2 separate regions of the Mus musculus genome follow, and region 2 is linked to region 1. Evidence: chromatin contacts called from public Hi-C data. All regions are on one chromosome and are shown on one strand. Each heading gives the region's core, a stretch centred on a gene start, on an enhancer-like site or on the middle of the called end of the contact. The rest is flanking DNA. Distances are from core to core; before and after follow the strand shown. Region 1 holds the start of Slc39a3 (solute carrier family 39 (zinc transporter), member 3). Region 2 has its middle 9.4 kb from the start of Gadd45b.

The links. Hi-C and Micro-C count contacts between places; a contact is called where the count stands out from the background.
Region 2: a Hi-C map of cortical neurons shows a contact between it and region 1, with 1.6 times the contacts expected there. The contact joins the enhancer-like site here to the promoter of Slc39a3 in region 1. A contact is called at or near these places in 3 of 39 promoter capture datasets (the HPC-7 cell line, embryonic stem cells and liver), 5 of 484 Hi-C or Micro-C datasets (the HPC-7 cell line, the N1E-115 cell line, cortical neurons and 2 more), 2 of 115 datasets of contacts at active chromatin or transcription factors (effector CD8 T cells and embryonic forebrain) and 3 of 9 other capture datasets (adipose tissue, liver and pancreatic islet).

Annotation. Positions count from the first base shown.
Region 1 is chr10:81,035,223-81,038,612 of GRCm38.p6, reverse strand. It overlaps Slc39a3 (solute carrier family 39 (zinc transporter), member 3), which reads left to right and starts at 1,298. Exons shown (of 4, transcript NM_001358898.2): 1 at 1,298-1,409.
Region 2 is chr10:80,937,837-80,941,208 of GRCm38.p6, reverse strand. No RefSeq gene overlaps it. Among named protein-coding and RNA genes, the nearest start is that of Gadd45b, 9.4 kb to the right of the region's middle. Within about 2 kb of position 1,363, at least 286 of the 459 cell types and tissues checked have an H3K27ac peak or open chromatin away from gene starts, as enhancers often do. A contact at or near this core is called in the HPC-7 cell line, the N1E-115 cell line, adipose tissue and 6 more, where this site is marked.

The DNA.
Region 1 (3,390 bases), core at 49-2,548:
TGCTCTCACAGAGAATGCAGGTTTGTTTCACACATTGTAGCTCAGGACCACCTGTGACTCTGACCCAAGGTCATGCAACACTTTCCTCTGACCTCTTTGGGCACCAGAGACACACATGGCACTTAGACATGCAGGCAAAGCATTCATACACATAAAATCAAACCAAATAAATCTTTAAAAAAATAAGTTATTTACTTATTTAGATGGACAATGGTGGCGCATATTTTTTATTCTGAGCACTCTGGGAGGCAGAGGCAGGCATATCTCTGAGTTTGAGGCTAGCCTGGTCTACAGAGTGACTTCTAGGTCAGCCAGAAACCCTGTCTCAAAAACCAAATAAATAAGTGAAAATACGAGAAGCTCATGTCACATACATCAGGGTAGGCTCATGTGTTAGTGTGCTGTGCATGGCTCTTTTGATACAGTGTCTCATTCTGTAGGCCAGTCTTGGAAGACAGAGTACATGGATCTTCTGCCTCAGCCTCCAGAGTGTGCTGGGATGACAGACATACATCACCATGTGTAAAACTATAGTGTTCTGTAAAGCTTTGATCTGCAGTGAATGAAGCGTCTTTGTCATCTTTGTTGTCTAGCACAGTAAAAGCACGGTTTACACAGCATACATATTGTGTGAGGTGCTCTAGATATAGCAGGAGGCCAGGTATGGTGACTCACACCTACAATCCAAGCGCTCGGGAAGCTGATGCAGGAGGATTCTGAGCTTTCTGCATGCCACCCAGCCTGGGCTGCTCAGCAAGACCGTAGCTCAAACAAATGAATGTAAAAATAAGGCATACTGTGTAGTATCTGTAGGCTCTACTCAGGTGCCATGTCACTTCAGGAGACATTTCCTAGGCTGCAGGTATGGGTAGAATGATTACATTGTTAGTAACTGTAGTGATTGAGGGGCACAGTAGACCTCTTGAGCTTGAATTTATTCTGGCTATCAATAGATATTTGGTGGACGCCTGTATCTTCTTAAGCCGCGAGGAAAGACTTCAAGAATGTTCCATTCGCTGTAGGAAATCGCTTCCTGCCAAGCCTCCAGCCACACTCATTCAGTACCACGCGACCCTGGACAGCTCCGGGATGGAGGCCCTACTTCCGGAACTATGTTGCCAAGTAGTGTTTTCTATCGGAATCATTTGGTAGCTGCACTCATGTTTAGAAAGGAGAAAACTGCTTTCCGGAGCCAGTAGGCGTTGCAGAAGGATTGGCAGCAGCATCGACCAATGGACTATGAGTTCTGTCGAGTGGCACTGACAGTGTCCAATAGACGCTGATGTGGGCGGGGCGTAGGTAGCAGCTCGCAGCCCCGGGGGTCTCGGCTGGTCCGCTGCGGCGGGGTCCGGACCGCGGGGCAGTTGGCGGCAGGTGGCACTGGCTGGAGGCCTGAGGAGCTGTCAGAGGTACAAGAGGGGTCAGGGCGTGGCCTGGGCGTGGCGGGCTTGGGGCAGGGCGGAGCCGAGGGCCCTGGCCGACCGTGCCTGCCTGTTCACAGAGTCTTTGCTTCAGTGTGAGGCTGAGTGGAGCACACAGTAGGCGCACAATAAGTGATTAAGGAAAGACTGAGCTTGTCGCCCGCCAGCCCTGCCCCGACTGGCCCGATTTTGAGAGCACCCGAGGTATCCCTACCTGACCCTGTCTTCTAGCATCAATTGGGCGCCTGTTGTATGCACTTTGCCTTGTGTTCACAGCAGTGGAGGGAAGGACTTTAAGGGAGTTATTTTTGTTGTTAATTTTTTAAAAAATTATAGTAATTATGTCCTTTATAATATTCCTCTAGAATATTTTAATTTTAAAGTTTAACTTAATTTTAACCTTATTTATTTCATCCTAATTTTCTTTCGTATTTTATTTTCATTTTTTTTTTTGTTTTTGTTTTTGTTTTTGTTTTTTTTGTTTTTTGAGACAGGGTTTCTCTGTATAGCCCTGGCTGTCCTGGAACTCACTTTGTAGACCAGGCTGGCCTCGAACTCAGAAATCCGCCTGCCTCTGCCTCCCAAGTGCTGGGATTAAAGGCGTGCGCCACCACTGCCCGGCCTATTTTCATTTTTAAAATTTACTTTCCTTCTTTTTTTTTTCGACAAAATTTACTTTTCAAATTTATTTTATGTGTCTGTGTTTATGCACATGTGTGCAGTGCCCAAAGCGGCCAGAAGAGGGGAATAGATAGATCTTTCTAGGCTAGAATGGAACCTTGGTCATCTGCAAAAACAGCCAGTGCTCTCAACTGCTGAGAGTGTCTCTGCTGCTACTATCTTATCTTATTATTTCATTTCTTTATTTATATTTCTTTCCAAGTCAGGGTTTCTCTTTGTAAACCTGGCTGTCCTGGAACTCACTTTGTAGACCAGGCTGGCCTCGAACTCAGTAATCTGCCTGCCTCTGCCTCCCAAGTGCTGGGACTAAAGGCGTGCGCCACCACTGCCCGGCTGTATTTTCTTTTTAAATTTTGTTGTATTACTTTATTCTGAAGTAGGGTCTTCCTCACTGTCCAGGCTGGTCTCAAATGTGTAGCCGTTGTCCCGCCTCACCCTCCTGTGTACTAAGATGATAGTCACATCCCTTCAGACCGTGTATGTGCACACGTGAGGAGCCTAAACTTCCATATCAGTGTCTTCCTTGATCGCTCCCATAATTTAACATTTTACATATATGTGTGTTTTGCTTCTTTTCATGGCTGTGCACCTGTTGGGAACAAAATAAAGGGGGACCCTGGGGGCCCTGGGGAAAAGTGGGGGAGGAAAAGGGGTCTAACGTCCTGCTAGGGTTCCTGTGCTCTGGGCAGGCAGATGCAGGCAGAGCTGCCGGACGCTTTTCCACAGGGCCCAGGGTGAGCATGCCTGACTCATTTAAGAGCTTTATTATAGAAATGCAGGGGAGAGAGAGAGAGAAAGGGAGAGAGAGAGAGAGAGAGAGAGGGAGAGAGAGAGAGAGAGAGAGCGAGAAAGGGAGAGGGAGAGGGAGAGAGAGAGAGATTTATGGTCTTCCCTGTTGCTAGGTAACTGGGGAGGAGTTTAGCCTGAAGGTCAGAAGCTTGGGCCATTGCTTACATGACTACTGACCATGCTTCTCTTGAGGGGGCTGTGGGAGGTGGTACCTTAGTCAGGGGCCGGAGTTCCAGGAGCATGAGGGAACACCTACCGTGTCATTTAGGTGAATTATAACCATCGGGGTTCAGACCTCAGTTTGACTGGAGACCAGCCTTCAGTTCCCCACATGTACCCCTTATGTGCCTGGTGCCTGCAGAGACCAGGAGGGGCATTGGGTCCCCAGGAGCTGGATCTACAGGTGGGTTGTGGTCCACCATGTGGGTGCTGGGAACCAAATCCAGGTCCTCTGGAAAGGCACCCAGTACTTTCAGCATTGAGAGCCTAGAGCTGTTGA
Region 2 (3,372 bases), core at 114-2,613, 97 kb after region 1:
AGGCTAGCCAGGCTGGGTGGAGGGATCCCCAAAGCAGCTAAATATAACCACGGAAAGTACGATGTGTCTCCAAATAGAAAGCAGCCAGTTTGGCCCAGGAGAAGGCCAGGCAGGCTGGAGAGAGCAGAGGGTCTGAGAGAGGCACCTTCACTAAGATTCTCCCTCCCCCTCTCCTTCCTCTTGTCCTATATAGCCTTCCTCCCCAGGTCCACCTGTCATCTAGGCTGCACAGAGGGTAGGGACCTCAGCAAATGAAGCAACCCTCCTCCCTTTCCCCCAGGTCCTGGCTGGCCTCAAGATTGCTGACCTGGGAACTGGGAGGACCCAAGCCATCCAGGCTAAAAATAGCTCTCACCGCCTCCCAGGCTATATTTAGAGTGTTGTCTGCTGTGGAGTCAGCGGGAGCCAGTGGGCACACCCCAGCCGAGCAGGCCAGCCGGGTGTGCTGGCTCCCATGTGGGCATGGCCTCAGGCCACAGCAGAGGGCAGGGATGCCGAGCAGGGAGCACTTGGCTACAGGTTTGGTGCCTGTTGTGCTGTGTGTAGCTATGCTACCCAAAGAACTTTTCTGAGCCAACTTGTGCCCTAGAGACTGAGTGTGACCGTAGGAGAGGGGGCTGCCCTGCACAGAGCTTTGCTGTGGTCTTTTGGAAACAGACTAAACTCTGACTCACTATGCAGGGAGGATGACCTTGAACTCCTGACCCTCCTGCCTCTCCCAAGCCCTCAGAAGGAAGCCTGGTGGCATGCTCTGAACTACAATCTCAGTACTTGGTGGGGGTGGGGTGTTGTTTGTTTGTTTGTTTGTTTGTTTGTTTGTTGTGTTTTGGAGCGGAGGGTTTGTATGTAGCCTACGTGGCTTCAAGCTCACAGCAATCCTGCTTCAGCCTCCTGAGCAGTTGCAGTGCGACCTGTATCACTATGCCTTCAGGTTTAAGCTGTGCTGGGGAGAGAACTCAGGGCTAGTTATTCCATGGAGGCGCTGGACCCAGTTTTACGGGCTAGGGATGAATATATTTCCAACCATGAGCTGGTAAGGTAGGCAGGACCCAGCTTCAGTTTCTCCATGCGTGAAATGAGGGTCGCATAGTTAAAAGCACTTTCTACAAGTGCATACGCAAAAAACACAAAGGAAAGCCCACGGACACATTTTATTTCTTTTTTCCATGTGCTCGGCCTGCGCAGAATCAAACGTAAGGCTGATGTCATTGGAGCTCGGCTCCAGCGTAGCCCACGCAGGACGGCGCCACCGTCACGGGTGATCTCGGCCAGGGAATCCCGGCGCGGGTGGAAACCCGTGACGCCCACACAGGTCTTCCGGCTCCAGGAGCAGTGGGCGTGGCCGCCAGCCTGGGCGTGGCCTCGTCCTCTACAAATGGCAAATCCAGTGTGCTGCTCCCGGAGTGCCTGCCTGCATGCCCTGAGTGCGTGCAAGCAACTGTGACTTCATGGCATGCGGGGGATGATCCAGCTTGATATGCATGTGTGAGATCAGGGTCTGTGCACCCGCAGGCTGTGCGCGGACTGAGGGACCTGAATCTCGGGCTGCAGTTCAGTGGATACTAATCCCTGAGTGCCTTTGGTAGTGTCACTACATATACTGAGCCTGGTGCGTGCCTGTCACCCCAGCACAAGGATAATGAAGGCGGGAGGGTTAGGAGTTCAAGGTCATCCTAGGCTATACAGTGAGTTTGAGGCCAGCCTGGGGCCCCAAAGTATCCTCTTTCCTGACTGGACACACACACACACACACACACACACACACACACACACACACACGCCTCGCACACACACCCTGCAGGTGCCTCAGTCCTGTGGGCACGGGGCCGCCGTGATGACTGGTGGGCTGTGGGCGGACTGTGGCGGGCTATGGGCGGGGCCGCAGTGGTGACTGGCGGGCTGGGCTGTCCTGTCTCCCCACCAGTCTGGGATCTAATTACCGACAGGGTGAGACAGGCTGGCTGGAAAGATGAACACATCCTAGTGTGTCTGCAGCCTGTCTGGGTCTCCCTAGCCCTTCAGGGTCAGTTCCAGGGGCTGTTGGGGAGAAGAGAGCCTGGGTGGGGTCTGGGATGGCCTTGGTGTGGTCACTTGGGTTTCTATGTGGGTCCTGGACGGTGGGGGATGGCTGAGTGAGTGATCTGCGCTCCTGTCCACTGTGTGTGTGTCCCTGGCAGACAGATGCATGGAGCATGCTGCTGATTGATGGCAGAGAGAGCCAGAACAGCCTCCTGCACCACACGTTAGTTCTCTGTCGCCCACAAGCATGCTGTGTGTGGCACTGTGCATGTTTCCCAAAAGAAAGGAAATTTAAAACAATTTTAAGGTAAAGGAAGAAAGAAAGAAAAGGTATTCTTTTATCTGTAAGGATGGACTGCACAGAGCCAACCCTCCTTCAATCCCCACTCTCTGGATTGCAGCTCCTCACCCCCTTCCACATCTGCCCTCAAGTCCTCACTGCCTACATCCCAGCAGGGTTCCCAGAAGTTGGGACAGAGATGTCCTCCCTTCTCTGGGCCTTAGTGTCTCCACTGTGGAAGGAGAGGAGGCTTCTGAGGGTACCTAGATGTCAGTTCCCCAGGACACTGCCCCTCCCCAGTTCTGAGCCCCACTCATGTCCATTGTTTTGAAGTTTTTTGGAATGTTCTGCAAGCAAAGGAAATCTAAATCATGAAAATACTTGCAGGGAATGTGGGGCTTACCACACTCTAAATGTCCTTCCATACCAGGCCTGGGTGCCTGGCGGCCTTGGGAAGAGGAGACCAAGGAAGAGGGAAGGGGCACCCAGGAAGAGAAGCAGGATTGAGCAGGGAAGGTCCTGATTCGTTAACCCGGTTCTAGTTTCTGCCAGTGAGAGATAGTGTAGGTAGGTGCTTACGTGCTCAGACTGTCCTTTTTCTTGTTTGTGATGTACAAGTGCCTGGTCCATAATTACTGCACATTTACAAACTGAAATGTCTGTGTATTTTTGCAGCGGTTCATTAAACAAATATTTACTGAGTGTTAATAAGCCATCCAGAGTTGGGTATCTGCAAGTTTCTCCCAAGGACACAAATGTCTGTGCCTGGGTAGCATGCAGTACCCTGGGGACAGCTGTTAGAGGCATGCATGGGAGAGCATCAGTACTACGGTGCAGAGCGCAGCGACCCCACCCTAGCAGACCCCTCAAGTGTACACGCTCAGCTCCAACCTCGGTATCTCTTGTGCAGACCTGCTCAGGCTGAGCTGGTGCCTCTTGGATGCCTGCCTGCCAGCCCCGCCCATCCCCGAGAGTGCCCCAGGCCAGGTGGGGCTGGGCAGGCCCCGGAAACCTCTCCCAGCTGCTGTGCCCAGTTTCAGGGAAGCCAAGGACTGGCACACTGCCCATGGAGA